Regions from separate parts of the Sus scrofa genome. Here region 1 is linked to region 2. A link is a contact called in public Hi-C data. All regions are on one chromosome and are shown on one strand. Each heading gives the region's core, a stretch centred on a gene start, on an enhancer-like site or on the middle of the called end of the contact. The rest is flanking DNA. Distances are from core to core; before and after follow the strand shown.

What was found. A called contact is a pair of places that touch in the nucleus more often than the background predicts.
Region 1: a contact with region 2 is called in a Hi-C map of liver, with 4 times the contacts expected there. The contact joins the promoter of AKR1C1 here to the enhancer-like site in region 2. A contact is called at or near these places in 22 of 47 Hi-C or Micro-C datasets (alveolar macrophages, embryonic fibroblasts, epiblast stem cells and 11 more) and 2 of 2 datasets of contacts at active chromatin or transcription factors (alveolar macrophages and skeletal muscle).

Annotation. Positions count from the first base shown.
Region 1 is chr10:65,648,514-65,651,666 of Sscrofa11.1, forward strand. AKR1C1 (aldo-keto reductase family 1, member C1 (dihydrodiol dehydrogenase 1; 20-alpha (3-alpha)-hydroxysteroid dehydrogenase)) reads left to right here and starts at 1,860. Exons shown (of 10, transcript NM_001044618.1): 1 at 1,860-1,952.
Region 2 is chr10:65,537,955-65,541,329 of Sscrofa11.1, forward strand. No RefSeq gene overlaps it. Among named protein-coding and RNA genes, the nearest start is that of AKR1CL1, 20 kb to the right of the region's middle. Within about 2 kb of position 1,532, at least 27 of the 83 cell types and tissues checked have an H3K27ac peak or open chromatin away from gene starts, as enhancers often do. A contact at or near this core is called in alveolar macrophages, epiblast stem cells, fetal liver and 4 more, where this site is marked.

The DNA.
Region 1 (3,153 bases), core at 610-3,109, 110 kb after region 2:
AGCACATTTTCCTCTCCTTCCCTCCCTCCCTCCTTCTTCCCTCTCTCCTTCCCTCCTTCCCTCCTTCTTCCCTCTCTCCTTCCCTTCCTCCCTTTCTCTCTCTCTCTTTCTGCCTCTCTTTCTCTCTTCCCTTCTTCCCTTCTGTCTTTCTTTCCACAATTCTATGTGTGTTTGTAACTGGGCGAATACCCACCTGTGCAGACTTGTCCCATGTCACGACTGTCCCGCAATATCTAGGTCCGCATGCTCCTAGTCTTGGGAGAACCCACCATGCAAGCTAAGGGGCTACGCAGTGGTTTTCTGAGTCTACATCTTGCCTGGCCTGTGTGTGGCATTTTCATACTTCTGAAGCCATGGCTGCTTTTTGAATGCCTTAATATGCCCCTAATCCATACCCCAGCCCCTCAGGGCTTTACATAATCTATTCTATGTCTCTACCTTTAAACCCTTGACCCTGGCGTGTGTGCATATATAGTCCCTTTGTATGGAAACATTCCAGCTCATGGCTCGATTCAGCTGCCCTTCTCTTGAAGCTTAGAGTTAAGAACAAACACCAGTTCAGACAGTGGCTGGTTAAAAAGAACAAACACCAGTTGCAACATTGCAAATAAGATTTTCTGTGATCACCCCGATTTTAGGGAGGTACCGAGGTACCGGGAGCTGAGCTGCTGCCCCTTACAGATCAAGGCTGCGCTGCACCCGGCGGGAGGAGGCTGCGGGTGAGTAAAAGCACAGTGAAATGTCCTTCACTCTGTTCTGGATTGTTCCTTACTGGATGTTCACTTGGTTGCTCTAGATTTTTGTTCAGCTGTCTTCCAAATTACCTATGAGGTTTTCCACCCCATTACTGTTGTTTTTTTCCTCTTCTATGTCCACGGGAGACACAGAAGAGGAAAAAAACTTGCTAGCTCACCATTTCACTGCTGACTTTACAAATTAAATTATAATTGGCTTCACAACATTCCATTGTATCACTGTGCCATGATGTCCCCTGTTCCTCCCAAACGTATTATAATTTAACTAGTTTACAGATTTTTCTTTTATGCGCAATGCTGAGAAAGATAATAAATTATGCAAAATACTTCTCATTTGGGGTTTTATATAATGAGATTTTTCTAAAAATTATATACTGGTCAAAGAGTATAAACACTCTAACATTCTGTTTGCAAATTGCACATGATATCCAGAAACTATTTTTAATTAATTTTCAGTAAGCACTTTGACAGAATGTTTTTTTGGGTTTTTTTTATTACCTTTTCAGGCTTATACCCCTGTCAGGATATTTATGCCAATGGAAAAGTTAAAAAGGCAAATTTTCTTTCAATTTGAAATATTTCTTTATTAAAGTTTAACAATTTGAAAATTGCTAATTAATCTTTCATTTAAATTGTGCATTTGTTTGTGTGTGTGGTATAATATAGCTAAATGTTTCAAAGTCCCTTGATCAAGAAGAAAAAAACAAAAAAAGATTGGAAATGGAAATGGAAAAAAGCAAAAAAAGATTAGTATGTGCAGTTTTCTAGTCTCACAAATGGTCAACATTCTCTTGTAATAATTTATTTAATGTTGAGTGGATCCAAACTTTAAAATTTATTCATTAAAAATGTGAGTTAAACTTTTGCAAGGGATTAATGATTTATTTGTATTATATAACAGTTTACTTAGGACTACGCTGATAAAAGTACAAACAAGTTAATTGGTTTCAGTTATATTTTTACTCCATGGGAGCTGCTTTAACCTTTTGCCTCCTATAACCTATTTGCTATGAGCTGTACAGTGCAGTTGGGCTATTAACTTCCTACCATTTATAACCTTTGAAGGCAAAAGGAAAATATACAGAGTCTGCTTCCTCAGAGGAGCAGCAGTCCATGGATCCCCAAAGCCAGTGTCTGGAGCTTAATGATGGTCACCTCATTCCTGTACCATGATTTAGCACCTTTGTACCTGAAGAGGTAACAGGTGTGGTCTTGGGGTTGAGGGTTCAGAAGCAAATGGATGTAACACGAGTGGAAGCCCACTTGGGTTGTCAATTCATTGAATTCCTGTGTGACTCCGGGAGGTGCTCTTGTTTCTCGTAACCAGGAGGAACCATTCCTCGTGATGGAGGTGGGAGTTGGGTGGGAAGTATTCAGTATCAGCCTTTACTCTGCACTGGGGTCTGATCACGTAGTCACCTGCAGGTTATTCTGGGCTGCCCCCAGTTTCTATCACTTTCCCAGCTTGGCAGAAAAGATGAAGCTCGGCCGACTGTCAGCCGCTTTGCTTTTTTTTTTTTTTGGCTTGTTAGGGGCCACATTGGAGGCTCCTGGGCTAGGGGTCAATGGGTGCTGCAGCTGCCAGCCTACACCACAGCCACAGCAATGCTGCAACCAAGACCCACACCACGGTCCACAGCAATGCTGGATCCTTAACCCACTGAGCGAGGCCAGGGATAGAACCCACATCCTCGTGGGTACTAGTCAGGTTCATTTCTGCTGAGCCGCAAAGGGAACTCCCACTCTATGTGCAATTTACCTGTCAATTCAATACTATTCTAAAAATAATCTGTTATTTAAAATAAACAATGCATAGTTAGATTTTATTACTTCTCAGTTTATTACCTTTAATTTCCAAAAACAAAAAACAAAAAAAAAATCATTTTTTTGGAGCATCTGCTAAAAGTCAGATTTTATGACTATCTCATGATACCACCCTTAAAGGATTTGATACTCTTGCAGCCAAGATGTCAGTGTGTCTTTTTTCTTTTTCTTTTTCTTTTTTTGGGCCATGCCAACAGCATGCAGAGGCTCCTGGGTCAGGGATCTAACCCCATCATAGCAGTGATCTGAGCCACTGCAGTGACAAAGCTGGATCTTTAAGCCACTGCTCCACAAGAGAACTCCCAAGATGACAGGGAGATGTAATAGTTCTCAGGTCTGTGGAGGTGAACTGGCATGGAGTAGAAGGCCAAATTCTGGTAATCCCTACATCTTATGCATTCTGGTGAATTCACTGTAGCAGAATTGTATGGTAGTCTTATTCCTAATTTTTTTGAGCAGTTTCCACACTATTTTCGATAGTGGCTGCACCAATTTGCATTCTCATCAATGGTGTACATATTCCCTTTTCTCCACACCCTCACAAATACTTGTTCTTTCTTGCCTTTTTGATAAT
Region 2 (3,375 bases), core at 282-2,781:
GTTAATCCCCAACTCCTAATTTATCTACCCCCCCCCAGTTTAAGCCTTTGGTAACCATAAATTTGATTTCAAAATTGGTGAGTCTGTTTCTGTTTTGTAAATAAGTTCCTTTGCATCGTTAAAAATTAGATTCTCCAGGAGTGCCTGTCGTAGCTCAGCGGAAACAAATCTGACTCGTATCCATGAGGATGCAGGTTCGATTCCTGGCCACGCTCAGTGGGCTAAGGATCCCGCGTTGTCGTGAGCTGTGGTGTAGATTGCAGAGGCGGCTCAGATCCGTGTTGCCATGGCTGTGGTGTAAGCCGGCCGCTGCAGCTGTGATCAGCCCCTCAGCCTGGGGACCTCCAGGTGCCTCCAGTGCAGCCCTAAGAAAGACAAAAAGAAACCTAGATTCTCCATATAAGTGATCCCACAGGACATTCGTCTTTTCTGTCTGACTGCTTCACTCAGGATGATCATCTCTCTAGGTCCGTCCAAGTCGCTGCGAGTGGCAAAGCACAGGCTGAGTTGTAGCTTTCGCACTGAGATGGCAGCTGAGCCCTGGGGACCGGTGGGGTAGCCCGAGGGAGCCCACCCTCTTGCCTTCTCATTCCGCCCCATCCCCTCGGCAGCCGCCCCCCTCCCCCGTCCCCAGGGCTCAGCTATGATCTCAGTGCAAAACCTGCAACTCAGTCTACACTTTGCCACTGAGGTCCAGACCAGCGGGTTTAATGAACCCACTAGATATTCCACCTGCATGTCCTATAGGGCCTTTACACTCGGCATGTCCCAAGCAGAAGGGATTATTTCTATGACCTGACAAACCTTCTCGCGCCTCCTTCTGGCTCCTCCATGCAGCTCGATAGTACTGTCAACACCTTGGTTCTTTAAGCTAGAAAACGAGGAGGCTGACGTCCTTGCAATGCCTGCCCCACATTGTCCAAGCCAAGCGTCACGTGTCTTTTCAACTCCGGGCCTGGCATCCTTCACATGTTAGCCAGAATGGACTTCCTAAATTTGATACCAGGTAATCGTTCTCCTCTGCCTAAGATCCTTCCTTAGCCATCCCAGTTGCCAGGATGAAGCTAGAAATGCTCCTTGGTCTCCGCTACCTCTCTGGTTTTGTGGTTTAACAGGCAAACCCTCTCTCCCAAGGACCCTGGCTTGGGTGGGTTTGGATGGGTTTTTACTGGAGCAGTGGCATCGTTTTCTTCTCCGCTTTCAGTGACAAATTCCTAGGGGGTGAGTGCTGTGTTTTACTGTTTGTGGAATTTCCTAAAGCCTAACAGGGAGACAGGCAGCCTGTCTGGAGCCCTTTGTTACAGGGTCCGCCCTGCCCCGCTGTTGCCCGACCAGGCAGCAAAGACAGGAGCCAGGCATCCGGTGACACAGCCCATCGCCAGCCTCGGCTGTGGGTTTTGCCCCAGGTCTTTTCAGTTTCCTCACCTGCGACGTAAGCTGGCTGATGGGAGTTTGGAAATGGTTGGTCGCTAGGCTTTCCTCATAGTTGAATGTTTATGGTCGCCGTCCTGGGCTCATGCAATGTCACAGACACACACTAGAGGGCGGCATTGACCGACATGCGTGAGAAACCCAGCGCTAGACTCCACCTTGGAAGTGTCTTTTGCTTTGTTTCGGTAAATATTAGCGATGAAGACCACGGAGGAGTGAATGCACTTTATCTGTTCAGAGCATTAGGTTGCCTCAAATGAACCTACCTACAAACCAGAAACAGACCCACGGACAGGGACAGACTGTGGTTGCCATGGGGGACGGGGGAGGGAGGGGGATGGACTAGGAGTTGGGGGGGGGGTAGATGCAAACGATTCCATTGAGAATGGGTAAGCCGTGAGGCCCCACTGTACAGCACAGAACTATATCCAGAATCCTGGGATAAACCCTAGTGGAAAGGGATATTTTTAAAAAGAATGTATATATGTGCATAACTAAGCCACTTTGCTATGCAACAGAAATCAGCATAACGTCGTAAATCAACTATACTTTAGCACACACACACAAAAAAAAGTCCAGAGCGTTAGGGTTGCCTGATGTCATTATTTGTCTGGACCAGAGACTCCCTTCCCCAGAAGAGTGGAGGTGATGGGAGTCCCCCCCCAACCCCCGTGAGTGACACAAGTGACGATGCTGAACTTCTTGCAGCCTTTGAGCCAGGATCACGTTCCTTGTGGCCTTCTTTTTTTTTTTTTTTTTTTTTTTTTTTTTTTTTTTTTTTTTTGTCTTTTGTCTTTTTTTTTGGTTGTTGTTGTTGTTGCTATTTCTTGGGCCGCTCCCGCGGCATATGGAGGTTCCCAGGCTAGGGGTTGAATTGGAGCTGTAGCCACCGGCCTACGCCAGAGCCACAGCAACGCGGGATCCGAGCCATGTCTGCAACCTACACCACAGCTCGCAGCAACGCCGGATCGTTAACCCACTGAGCAAGGGCAGGGACCGAACCCGCAACCTCATGGTTCCTAGTCGGATTCGTTAACCACTGCGCCACGACGGGAACTCCCCCTTGTGGCCTTCTGATCCTGTCCCCGGGGGAGGGGGGGGTGGATAACGGATCGGGGGACCTTATAAGAAAACCTCAAATATCTAAAATGATTCCTTGTCAATATTTTGTCGTTGTTTCAGGATGGACATTTTCAGTTTACTCAGACTCTTTTCCTTGCAGGCTCTTTGTGGCCATGGACGAGAACTTGGACGAGAACTTGCTCATAGGGATCCCAAGGGAGCTACGGGGAGATGGGTGTCTCATCGAGCAGCTTGGAGCCGTTCCCGCTGCTGGGGAAGCCGCAGGTTTTGGAAGTACCTGTTATCTTTATTTGTGCAGCACGAAGGGCACAGGCCCTCTGCAGGCTCCAGGGTCCTTCCTGCCTCTCCCGTTCCTGCCTGTTTCAGGGGCTCCTGGGTTTGGGCTGCGTCACTCCACCCTCTGCCTCCAACTATTTTTTTCTTTTTACAGCCACACCTGCAGCATGTGGGAGTTCCAGGGCTAGGGGTTGAATGGGAGCTGCAGCTGCCAGCCTACACCACAGCCACAGCAAGATGGGATCCTTAACCCACTGAGCGAGGCCAGGGCTGGAACCCGTGTCCTCACAGAGACAATCTTGAGTCCTGACCCTGCAGAGCCACCACGGGAACGCCTGCCTCCGTCTTCACAGGCCTCCTCTGTTTTCTCCTCTTAAGCCTCTTACAAGGACCCTTATTCTTGCTTTGGGGCCACCCGGATAATCCAGGATGATCTCTTCTCGAGATCCTTACCTGAATGACATCTGCAAAGACCCTTCTCCCAAACATCCATTTGCAGGGTGCACACGGCTTTTGGGGGCTGCCATTCAATCCACTCTAAGGCCTCCTCACTTCAGCGTGGAGCCCTGTGTTATGTCCTCTCCT